2 separate regions of the Gossypium arboreum genome follow, and region 2 is linked to region 1. The links are chromatin contacts, called in public Hi-C maps. All regions are on one chromosome and are shown on one strand. Each heading gives the region's core, a stretch centred on a gene start, on an enhancer-like site or on the middle of the called end of the contact. The rest is flanking DNA. Distances are from core to core; before and after follow the strand shown. Region 1 holds the start of LOC108464540 (26S proteasome regulatory subunit 6A homolog). Region 2 holds the start of LOC108461356 (E3 ubiquitin-protein ligase RFI2-like).

Region 1 (6,499 bases), core at 3,398-5,897:
AATTTAGTCCTTATTTGAACTACTACATCATAATATACTTCTTAATCAAATTTTTAATTGACATAACTCAACTTCTCCCCTTTTTATCACTTTTATTTCCGTATTTTTCTTTTATTTCAATTTATCAATGGCAAAATCTCAATTTTTCACTACTTTCATATTGTAGCGACTTTTAAGGTGTTACAAACCTTACATTTTAACATGCGGCAAAAAAGATTTCAAATTTATAAAAAATAAATATATTTTTTCATTTATCAAAATGTGATGATGTCACATTTCACCATGCTATTGGTTGTCAGCACCATGCCAACATATTTTAATAATGTTTACAAAAAAAAAATTGACTTACAATTTTAAATTTAAGTACTAGTTAAATAAAAAATAGATATCAAGTATTTATAAATTGTCAAATTCAAGAAACTCCATATTTATTAACCCTTTAAAATAAACTAATGTATAAATTATTAGATCAAATAAGGTAACAACCTTTAACAAAAGATTTCAAAAGTTCAAATTCAATTGATTAAAACATAACAATATTGTTTGAATTGTTTGACTCGAGAAGTTAAACTGAATTTTTAAATTATTATTTTATTATTTTTAAAACTTCTAATAATTTTTAACCAACAAACAAACTAGTGACCTGTGAATTCAATCACCAATTCAAATTCAATTTCAAAAACATTGAGAACGATTTACTTGTTTTCAATTTTAATTAGAAAGTTCCGTTTTGATCATCAACTGGTTAATAAAAAGTTGACAAAATAACTTTTAAAATTAACATAATAACAAACTCTTAAGTTTTAATAATATTTATACATTGTACCAATTTAATATTGTTTCAAAAAATTAAATCTAACAAAATGAGACAAAACAACTCCAAATTTGAAAAGTAGATAATTTAATTTCTTAAAAAAAAAAAGTAAACTTCATTAATTCATCTTAATTGGACCTCTTTCAAGTTAAAAAAATACAATTAATTATCATTGAAATATATCAAAATTCTTAATCATTTAAAGTACAAAGAAAACAATATATTTGAGGATTACTTAATTTACTAATAAATGGAATTTAAAAAAAATTGCTATAACTTCTAATATATGCATTGTGTAAATAAACATCGACTAAACACAATGTATAAACATTTACAACTAAACTTGTTATTATAAAGCTATCTCATTATCATCTTTCCATTAAACAGACCATTTTATATAAAGAAAAACTATCACCTAAGTTTTAACAGTTTAAGAGGATTTCTTTCTTTTTCTTTTCCTATTCAAATACAAAATTTTCAGATTAAACTTTTTTTCCCTCTCAATCTTAATCTGTTGCTGAACTAGCTTATTCAAATAAAAAGATGGCAGTCTTTTAAACAGAACAATCCATTTGTAAATGGTTTTTTTTATATAAAATTAAGTGCAAACCAGGAAAACCTAACACAATATAATTGGGCAGAGAGTAAAATATGTATATCAACCTATTCTCAACACAACCCACCTTCACATTCTTACACTGAAATGCTCTCCCATTATGCATAGTAATTTAGGCTTGCCTTCTTCTTAGCTTGCACCTGAATGATGCCTTCATTAAAATCTTCATGGTTCACCTAAAACACAACCCCCAATTTGTTATTTAGCAGCTCCCCCACCTCAAATAAAAGAAAAACTTCTAAAAGATTAGAAACTGCACCTCAGTTGCATCGCGGCGAAGAGCTAGCATGCCTGCCTCCACACAAACAGCTTTCAGCTGTGCTCCATTGAAATCATCTGTAGATCGAGCAAGTTCTTCAAAATTGACATCTGGATGAACGTTCATCTTCCTTGAGTGGATCTACAAAATCAATGCAAGCTTTTAGTAAAATTCTGTGCATGATCGAATCCATGGAAGCAGAAGCAACGAAAGTCATACCTGAAGGATTCGAGCTCTTGCTTCTTCAGTGGGATGTGGGAACTCAATTTTACGATCCAATCGACCAGAACGCATCAGAGCAGGGTCAAGGATATCAGCTCGGTTAGTTGCTGCTATGACCTATAATACATTCATTATATTAAAATAGATCCCTTATGTTTTAGCAAATAGATAACAGAAAAAAAATGATGCACCACAAAGTCAAACCTTAATGCGTTCATCACTGCTAAAGCCATCAAGCTGGTTAAGCAGTTCCAACATTGTTCGCTGAACCTCCCTATCCCCACTCACCTCACTGCATATAGTAGCAGGCAGATCAAGAATCAGTGGTTTCTATCCACAAATAGATGCCACAACCAGATTTGAAACAAATTTGCCTCTGAAGATTTTAAGATATGGCATTACCTATCAAAACGCTTTGTGCCAATTGCATCAATTTCATCTATAAAAATGATGCATGGAGACTTTTCTTTTGCAAGCTGAAAAGCATCACGGACAAGTTTTGCTCCATCTCCAATAAACATCTACATGCATTATGATTGTTTACTTATTATAGGGCCTAAGCAAGCCGATATGAAAGCACAAAATAATACTGTTAAATGATAAAAACTACTCCATTACTCACTATTTTCTGTCATGTTATACTAACCAAGTAAGGAGTATGGCAAAAAATGATTCCAACGGGAACTGAAATGAGTAGACAGGATCTAAATATATAGAGAAGTAAGCCGAAAAGGCTATAGGACTTAATACCTGAACCAGCTGTGGGCCTGCTAGCTTCAGAAACGTGGCATTTGTTTGTGCTGCACAAGCACGGGCCATCAAGGTTTTTCCAGTGCCAGGAGGTCCATATAAGAGCACCCCCTTAGGTGGACGAATGCCTAACTTTTGAAACCTTTCTTTATGAGTCATGGGCAACACAATGGCCTCAACTAGTTCTTGGATCTGATCCAGGAACAACAATCAGAAAATGGGGAAAAAGAATTAAACTTTAGCTTAACAGTTACAAAATGATAATCTCGGAAAGGGCAGTAGGAATTAAAAAAACTTGCCTGCTTCTCCAAGCCACCAATATCATTGTAGTCCTCAGTTGGCTTCTCATCAACCTCCATAGCCTTTACTCTGGAGTCGTACTCAGATGGCAAAGTATCCAATATCAAGTAGCTGTCTTTGTTGACACCAACCAAATCACCAGGTTTCAATTTATCAGGGTCTACAAGTCCAACCACAGGTAGAAAGATGGTCTGTAGTAATTATAAAACATGTCAAGATCAAACCAGTTTTTCTTTCCACCGAGATATTCAAAGATGTTGATTTTGGTAACCACTTGAACTAAGGAAAAGCATAACTGATTATTGACTTTCCCTATCATAGCAGATAAGAAATGATGCTGTGCCATTACCTGACGAGTAGAGGTTTTCAGCACAACACATTTACCCTTCCTTTGTGAGTCTAGATCTATGTTGGCACCATCCTCCTCTGCCTCATCTTCAGGGTTCATCTCCAATATCTGAAAGAAAGAGTAGTTAAAATTTAAAGCAGCAAACTATGTGGATCTGACTATCATTTTACGGTACCCATGTTTGACATGGGTGCCACACACATTTTTCGACATGGGCCATGTCAAACACATCTGTATCCAATACTCACAATCTAGTCCAACTAAAATGCAAGCAGAAGCTTTGCTTATTATTCATCTGCAATGGCTCATTATTCATTTGCTGCCCCCTTTGAATACTCTTTTGAGTTTATTTAAATTCAGAATTATATATACCAGTACAGAACAAATAGAAGATTACTGGAACACAAATTTAACACAGAAGTTCAACAGGGTTCATTGGGGGAAAAAGAAAGAAGAAAAATTTACCTCAACAATGTTGCCGACTAAGTAAGGCAACTGCTTGTTAAGCTTAATTTTCTCTTGATTCTCCTTAATCTTTTCCTTGTATGAATCCAACTCGAGATTTGTCCTTTGCATCTCCTCCTTTAATCCCAGAAACCAATTAAAACAAAAATCAGAAAATTCGATCAAAATATAGCTACATTATTTCAGAAGTAGAAAAAGTTTTTCCATAAAAAAGAAAATAATATAGCTTTAACCATCAACATATCCCAATTATAATAAACCAGAAAATTTACAACTAAACTAAAGAACATTCCCTTATTTGTAAACATTGCCTAGATTTAATCCATACCCAAAACTAAAATCCGATTAACATCGAGTAATTGAAAGAAACCATCTGATTAAAATTGATAGTTGTGGATTAAAAAAGAAACAAAAACAAAAACCCTAAAAAATAGTAATCATAATGCGGGGGAGAGAGAGAAAGAGAGAGATCAAGGTCAAAGAGGGACCTTGAGAATACGAATCTCGTTATCAAGAAGACGGGAAGCTCGGACGATATCCTCGGTAGTCATGGAAGCCAACTGGTCTTCTTCAAAGCTAGAATCTTCTACCATAGCGGTCGCCATCGGTGAGGGTTTCAAAAAAAAAATACAACGATGAGTCGGAAAATGAAGGAAAAGAATACAAGACGGAGAGAATAGAGAAAAAGGAAGAACAGATGAAGATCTTTATACTACCAAACTGTAGTTCTCTTGTTGTCGAAGAAAATGAGAGCTTGAAAAAATTCGATTTCAGCCGATGAATCTGCAATGGGCTTATTTCCTTCACGTCGGCCTGCTCTTTCATTCAAATCTGGGCTCCTTTTCTTTTTCAAATTACTCCAAGCTTTTCTCACTGCACAGCCCAAATATATCCCATTTGTAATTAAAATAAAGTTGTATTATTTGAGAATATTTTTATTTTAAAAAAATTAATAAAAATAAAAATATGAATATAATGATATTTAAACTCACACCAATTGGATTGACAAAACCTTAATTTTATTACTCAACCAAAATTTCATTTTAATTTATTTTATATATTTATTTTAATATGCACTATTTGTTATCTCCACCAACTCTATAAATTAATAATATTTTAAATTATTTAATATATATTATTATTATACATATATATTTGTAATTTAAATAAGTGGTTTATATATATATGTGCGTGTGATAAGATTTTTACTATTAAAATATATTTGATTGAGTAGAGGTCAACTTGTAAACTTTCTTTTAATTTTAATATTATACAAATTTTATGTGTTATTTTATTAATTAATTTCAAACTATTTAACATCTAAAGTTGGTAAATTAGTGTGATTTTTAAAACAAAATCAGCATTCACGATGTGAAGTGTATTCAAATCGGAAGTAAATACCATTTCAAGATCATTAACACGCTATATACATTTGATATTAGTAGAGATATTGGTGGTGTAAGAGTTATCTGAGTTAGTAGAGATACGAGAACAACATGAGGTAGAAGTAAAAGCTGGAAATTTATATTTAGCATATATCAAAACTGCTGATATATCAAGGTTTCTTATTTACATATTCGAACACCAAATTTTAACATGTATTCCATTGTTTTAGCATATTAGCTTCCAAATACTGTTTCCAAGTCTTCAGTGGGCTTATGTCACTTGTGTCTGAATGCTTTTCCTTGGATCTGCAGTTCATTAGCAAGCCTCTCGCTGCGAATCCCATCAATTCAGTTGGATCCATATAACTGCGAATCCTTGAACCAATCCCGCCTTCACAAGAATATCCCATTCTCGTATATCCATCTGCAGTGGCTTCTTCGGGACTCATATCATTCAGCTTCGTTCGGGCTTCTTCTACCAAGGATTCATACCTAATATATTCATGGCTTCCTAACCCAAATGGATCCAAATCTACCTGGTGCAAGATATTGGCTGCTCGTTCTGCACCATCTTTGTTATGGTTTTCTAATCGGATAGATTGCTCGAGCGCTAATTTATCGACTTTTACTTTCAAAATCTGCAGTTGATGCCCAATTCTAGATGCGACGGCATCGTATAATTTTCCTCTTGATGCTTCTGTGGCTTCTTCCGAGTTAAGCAGATCATCAAAAATTATAGGGTCTCCAATTAGAACTGTCACCTACAAAATTGCATGTATTAAAAGAATTCAGCATAACAATTATTGACAGGAAATGAGATCATAAACATAAAACCCAATATTACGGCCAATTAGGAAGGATTTTTCTTAAATGCTACTATAAACGGGACCATGTAAAAGCATTGTGAAGCCACTGGAGATATCACATAAAACTAATGTCTATTAAGCAAAGGAATAACAGCAGGAATACATACCGTCTTGCCAATCCTTGGGAAATTGGCCCCTATTGGCATAACATCTTGCATTCCGGTATGCACAAATGGCAGAACAATTGGGGTACTGTCAGCTTCTAGAACTAACCTGTATCACCATAACAATGTTTCCAAAAGTTTTTGTTACTAACAAGGAAAGCAACAAATAGGCTAAAAGTTCCTCTTTTTTTTTTGAAAAAATTTAACCCTTTAACACAGATTCCGTCAAGAGATGGGTCTGTTTATTTCCTGATGTGAGAAGATGTAGATTTGCATAGGAAGTTATTTACACTCACCTCCCGACACCTCTCTTAGAAGATCTCACAGTTTTTCCACCATCTCGAGAACGACTACCTTCTGGAAAGATAT
Region 2 (6,542 bases), core at 256-2,755, 160 kb before region 1:
GCAATAAAAAGTCATTTAGGCATGGCATGAAGCCAGAAATTATATGTAAAGAATTCGCATAGCAATGTTACTCCATTACCATTTCAGAGAAACTTAGATCATAAATGTCGTCATCATGTGTCAAATCATCCACACTAAATTCTGGGTTTGAACGGCAACCATTGGCATAAAGCCATTGACCTTTTTCAATTTTTCTACAGTTGGGGCATTGCATGGCACCCTTTATATTGAATGCTGAACCAATGCAATCTGAAAATAATAATTAAAAAACATATAAATAATAAATTAGAACCTTAAAAAAAAGGATTTTAAACAATCATTTTCTTACACAGTCTGCCAAAAACAACAAATGTAACATACAGAATACACTAAAATCCTTCAAATTCAACTAATGTCCATCAAATTACCCCTCTCAAGCTGTTGTTCATCAAAATATATCGATAAAATCAGTGAAACTAAAGACATAAATTTTTTTCTTCTAACTTGATACCCTTCGACACTAATAATCTGGGGAAACTGATTGCAATACAACATTCACTCTGATCATCCAATCAGCCAAAGCAATAGACCCACAAAAATGAACAATTTATTGGAATATCTAAAATCCATTAGATTGCGTCTCATTCAACTAGTTATGCTTTTCTATGAAGCTAAACTATCATATCCAGCTAAAAGAATAGCAAAAATTGAAAAATTAAAAATAAGAAGTTCAAAAGTTCTCATATACATGATCAATTAAAGGCATCCGTGAAATTAACTGAGGAAAATTGAGCCCAGATCTTCAATCCCTTTTTTTTTTTTTTAGAAAAGATTTCTTGACAAAATCAGCTGCAAAATCTTGAGAATTTTGACTCACCCAAATGAAATTGATGACCACATTGAAGATTAGCCCACGATCGATCTCCATTATCAGTAACCGTTTCGAGGCAAATCGAGCATGAAACCGAGCCGAAAGACTTCATTCCATTTCTGCAATCAACATTACCGCCACCATCACCTCCGTCACCGTCTTCCACCACTACATCATCCACACTATTGCTCCTTAATCCCATAATTAAAACAGTTATAAAGTTAAAATTAATACACCCCCGGAATCTCAAAACCTAAATTACCTAAAATTAAGAAAAAAGAAAGGTAAAATTCAGCCCCTCTTCCTCCTCCTCCACCTCCTCAATTTACTAACACAACCTCCGATTCCAACCAGATAAAATTACTAAAAAAAAAAAAAAAAAGAAGAAAAAAGACTCGTCGTCTTAAATTCCTTTATTGATTGACCATAGAAGAACAGAATTTAGATTTTCCTTTTTTGGAAGGCTTACGAGAAAAATGAGAAATTAAGTTGAACTCTTATTTTTCTTTTTAAATGTCCTTCTATTTCAATTTTTTTTCTCTTATTTTACAACGTTTTCGTTTTCCTTCTTTTATTTTTAGAAATTTTTATTTAAAACATGATAGAAAAGAAACGTTATTTCCTAAAAATAAATTTTTAAGTTTAAACTATTCAATTAGTCATCTAAATTTTAAGATAGCTTTTATTTTGGTTACTCAAAAAATCTTTACAATTTCATCACTACCGTTAGAGAAGGCTTTAATTTTAATTACTCAAATGTTAAAATTCTTATCACAATTGAGGAACATGTCAAATCATTTTCACATTAAAAGAAATTATTTTTAAAATTTCTTTAAAAGATTAAAGCAAAAAAGCGATAGAAACTAAGATGATATGTAAAAATTATCAAATTGTTATTTATCCCATTACCAAAAATTTTAATTTTTTCAATATTAAAATTTAAATTTCAAAACATTAAAATCAAATAAATAAATTGTTCAAATCTATTATCCCTTGATAGTTTGTTATTTTAATATTTAAATAATTAATTTAATCTCCTAACGTTTAGAATTTTATTAAGAAATCAACTTAAATAACTCATATTTAATAATTGTCTATGAAACTTAAATTTCTTTTGATTATATGATCTTAAATCTTCTATGCTAAGCCAAAAGTAAAGAAAATCTCTACAATTAATTAAATTAATTGATTGTTCTTTGTTTAGGTAAATAATTGATTAAAAAATATGTATTTTGTTTGGCATAGAAGATAAAATTATTTAATTGCAAAGTTTTTTTTTTTAACTTTTAGCTTATCATGAAAAATTTAAAATAATAGAATCTAAAGAAATTTAGTTTTATAGACAATTATTAAAGATGAATTATTTAAGTTAACTTCATTAAGGTTAATTTAAAAACATAAAATACAAATTTAAATTTTAGAAAGAGATTAAATTAATTATTTTAATTAATTTTAATATTATAATAATAAATCTGTTGACATTATCAAGAGATTAAAATTTTCTAACAATTTATTTAATTGATTTTGATGTTTTAAATACCAATGTTTCTTCAACCACTCAGTGTAAGCCTCGTGTCTATCATTAAACACCTCCAATAAATACTAATCGTGGCCAGCCCAAACAAGCACCACACAAAGTCACCCAAGAATGTCAACATGCACAATTCAACTCCTATCAACACTACTACCACTATAACCATTACCCTAAAGCCATACTAGTGCCCCAACTTGATTAGAACTATCAAAATCCTCAGTAAGGTCTCAACTGTCTCATTTTAAATTATGGCACATTAGATATTATATTTAATTTAGTTGTTAAAATAATAATTTTAATAACAAAAGACCTTATTGATAGAACATTTATAATTTAGAAATGTAATTATAATTTTTAAAGTTTAGGGACTAATTTAGAATGAGGTCATAGTTTGGATATATATAATGCAATTAACTCTTGTAATTATATATATGGTTTTTATTTTATTTTTTGTTCAAGAGATATGAGTAGTTTATCACAGAAGTGATAAGCCATTGGAAAGTAGATAATATTTTAAGGTGTGTAAATTTTCAAAAATAAAAATAGATAACTATCTTGATTTTATTATTATTTGTTAAACTAGCTTTATTTGATAATATGTTTTGATATAACAAATTAAAATGTTTTTGAATAAAAGTTGAAGTTGAACAAAATTAACAAAATGATAAAATCAAGTTAAAATGGTTTCAATTGAGTTAAACATTTTCAACCAAGTTAAATTTTTTTTAAAACAAGTCAGTAAGTATCAATAGTTTTAAAAAAATCGATACCAAATCGACATTTTGTTTTCAAGCAATTTAGCTAAGTATCGATCCAATATCGATATTTTTCATATGGTATAGATAAAAGCCCATTGGTATCGATATCTTTAGCTACAATGGTCACTAAACTTTGCATTAAATGTAAAAATTACCGATACCTTGTTAGCAAGTATCGATACTCATTGTTGCAGGTGAATTTAATCATCTGGTATTTTCATCCCCAATGACTCTATTAACTTCCACAACAACCCCAACATTTGGAAATGAATTAGAGGGTATAAATACCATTTTCCAAAGATCCTACAATGTAACAACTCGTTTTCAGTGGAGTCGAAAACAATGGTTTCGGGACCACAATTTTGACACTGATTTCGTATTTTATTGTTATTTATTTTATATGAGTCAAACATAGTTTATATTGAATTTTGATTTGATAAATTTTTGCTAGTTGAACAAATAGTTAAGTTCAAATAAGTTGCTTTTAAAGTCAAGTAGTTGTGAAAAATGAGGTATCGAGACCTCGTTTTTATAAACTAAGCCCATAAAATATTTACAGAGTTATTATTTTGGTATGTGAAAGTTCTGTTTGGAAATTTTAATGTTTGGTTAGTTAATTAAGGAAAAAGGATTAAATCGTAAAAGTTGTAAAACTTAATCACTATTGAAATTTATTAAATAAATGGTTTAATTAGTAAATATGGGAGGACTTATATGGTATTTAGACCATAATAAATTTATATGGACAGTTAAAGGTTAATAATTAGTTTATTGTGATGATATTATTAAGGATAGTAATTAGATTAATGAAAACATAAACAAAATAAAAATAAAACAAGTTATTCTTCCTTATATTTTTTCCCACCGAAATTATAGTGAGAGGAAACCATTAAAGAGCTTTAAGGTTCCGCCATCACAAAATTCATGCATGTAAGTGGTTTTTCTATCTGTTTCTTGTAAATTTTATGGTTTTAAGATCATTATAGCTTAATTTAGCTAACTCAATCACTATTTCGTAAAACTGTTAAAGGCTTTAAGACTTGCCATTGACGAATTCTAGGTGTTCTCGAGATTAAATGATAAATAATCTTGATTTTTAAATAAGAAGTAAAGGAATTTTTTATAGTTTTAAACCTATGGATTAATATGAAATTTTGTAAAAATCTAGCATATTAAATTGAAATTTTTGAATGTTTAAAGGCTATATAAGGTGCTGGTTTGTTCGGGTTTGAATATTAGGGGTTAAATGTGAAATTTTAAATAGTTTCGATTTTAGGGACCGAATCATATAAAATATAAAAGTTTAGGGTAAAAGTATAAAATATTGTTAAAGGGTCAAAAATGTAAATTTATATATTTTATGATATTGAATTAGTTAATTGAATAAAAATATTATATATAGATCAAGAAACGGATCGGTTGATTGATAAACGCGAGAAATGAAAAGTCATCGGGTAGTCGTCCCGTGTTAATAGCTACCGTATTTTGGTAAGTTCATAGTGTATTAATAAATATATTTTTGTACTTGTTACTTGCTGTAAATCTTAAAAATTTTGAGATTGTAAATGTTTTGCATTGAGAACTATGAATGGTATGATTTCTAAATTAATGTAAATTATTACATAATATGGAATTACTTATGTGGAAGTGCCTCTGATTTGTTAATGTGATGAATTCATTTAAATGTTTACTTGAACGTAGTGAACAATTAGGATACGATTGGCATGCCAATAGGGTTAGAACACGTGCTTGTATGGGATTGTACTTCAGTGCCTCTCTTAGCATTTCAACGCTCTTTGGTGTGTTTTGGGGAACTCGAGTATCCAAGTCATGTTACTATAGTTCATCGGGCTATGAAAATATGTAACTAATGTTAAAATGATGATGCATAATCGTTTGAATATTTGTATCAAGAATGATCATGTAAATATGTTTCATTATGGTATTAATGTGATGAAAAGTAAATATATATACACATGTATAAATTAGTTTGGATTAAATCATTATGGAACGTAAAGCATATGATGAATCATTTTCAATACTAATTCTATGTGTTCTCGTAAATTATGGTTAGGTTTAATTAATCTAAGTTATTTAGTTTTCAAATTTTTTAATTGAGGTAAGTGATTTGAATTTCATCTATGGACTTACTAAACTACTTAAGCTTACTCTGTTTATTTTTTTGTTTTTTGTAGTTAACATTTTGTAAAACTGGTTGGACGGATCAACTTCGAAGGTCACACTATCTAGATTTTGTTTCTATAGTATGTTAATTCGTTATTTCGAATTTATGGCATGTATATTGGGTTTTGAATTTGTTGAACTTAAAGTTCTTGTTGAATTTGCAACCTTGGTTAATGTAACAGGCCGATTTTGAGCCTAGTCAGAATAGTGGTTTCAGAACCACTAATTCGAGGTTGGAGAAATTATTTTTAAAATTATTTTATGTGTTATAGCATGATTATATGAGTGCATGAAAATTTTGGTGAAATAATTTTAGCGATTGCATGCTTAATTGTGAAAAAAAGGACTAAATCGCATAAAAGGAAAAAAGTTTTGTTTTTTTTAGAAAATGGTGTTAAAGAACTAGAGAATCATAATTAGAGGTCTTTAAAGGGCAAATAGGCCCATTTCAATAGGGGTGGCCGGCCATAGGGACAAAGATGAATAAAAAAATCAAGATTTGGTGGAGTTGGTAGCTTATTTTAACTAGAAATAAGATAAATAAAACAAAAAGGACTTCATCTTTTATCATTCAGCTTCTCCACCGAAATTATCAACAAGAAAGGGTTTTTTGAAGTTTGAAACTTTCAGCCATTAAGTTCTCTCATAAGTAAGTGATTTTGATGACTTTTCTTGATAATTTTTGTACTTATGGGACCCTTGTAGCTTAATTTAGCTAATGGAGGGGCTATTTTGCAAAATGGTTGAGAGTCTAGGGTTTAGACATGAGACTACTCATGTTGGATGCTGAAATTTTATAGAAGAAAATGAATCATGGTTGTTAAATAAACAACTTTTGTGAAGTGGTTTTCATGAAAACACTGAAGAGGACCATTTTGTGAAGTTTATAAAATAGGTTGCAAATGTGTGAAATAATTGAAATTGTGAGATCCTATAGGCTTAAAGTAGTTTCGGCTAGGCTTGGTTAATGTGAAAATTAGATGAAAATAGATTTACGAGCCTAGGGGTAAAATCATAATTTTGTAAAAGTTTAGGGGCAAAATAGTCATTTTACCAAAATATGAATTATGAAATGCATTGATTAATATGGTGATTTAATTGGTGAATTTTTATCATTTTAGATTAAGAAATACGAAATCCAGACCTAGACTGGGGGAAAACCAAGCTAGTAGACTAAATCCAACTAGTCGTCCACTTTTTGTATACCGAGGCAAGT

The links. A called contact is a pair of places that touch in the nucleus more often than the background predicts.
Region 2: a Hi-C map of leaf shows a contact between it and region 1, with 3 times the contacts expected there. The contact joins the promoter of LOC108461356 here to the promoter of LOC108464540 in region 1. A contact is called at or near these places in 2 of 5 Hi-C or Micro-C datasets (both in leaf).

The regions. Positions count from the first base shown.
Region 1 is chr13:91,655,427-91,661,925 of ASM2569848v2, reverse strand. It overlaps LOC108464540 (26S proteasome regulatory subunit 6A homolog), which reads right to left and starts at 4,647. Exons shown (of 11, transcript XM_053024201.1): 1 at 4,492-4,647; 2 at 4,264-4,358; 3 at 3,776-3,892; 4 at 3,311-3,418; 5 at 2,961-3,152; 6 at 2,662-2,853; 7 at 2,314-2,432; 8 at 2,116-2,203; 9 at 1,909-2,028; 10 at 1,690-1,830; 11 at 1,158-1,606. The coding sequence starts at 4,600. The coding sequence ends at 1,529. It overlaps LOC128286912, which reads right to left. Exons shown (of 7, transcript XM_053024721.1): 5 at 6,427-6,499; 6 at 6,134-6,239; 7 at 5,278-5,921. The coding sequence ends at 5,367.
Region 2 is chr13:91,808,959-91,815,500 of ASM2569848v2, reverse strand. It overlaps LOC108461356 (E3 ubiquitin-protein ligase RFI2-like), which reads right to left and starts at 1,505. Exons shown (of 6, transcript XM_017761187.2): 1 at 857-1,505; 2 at 80-249. The coding sequence starts at 1,052.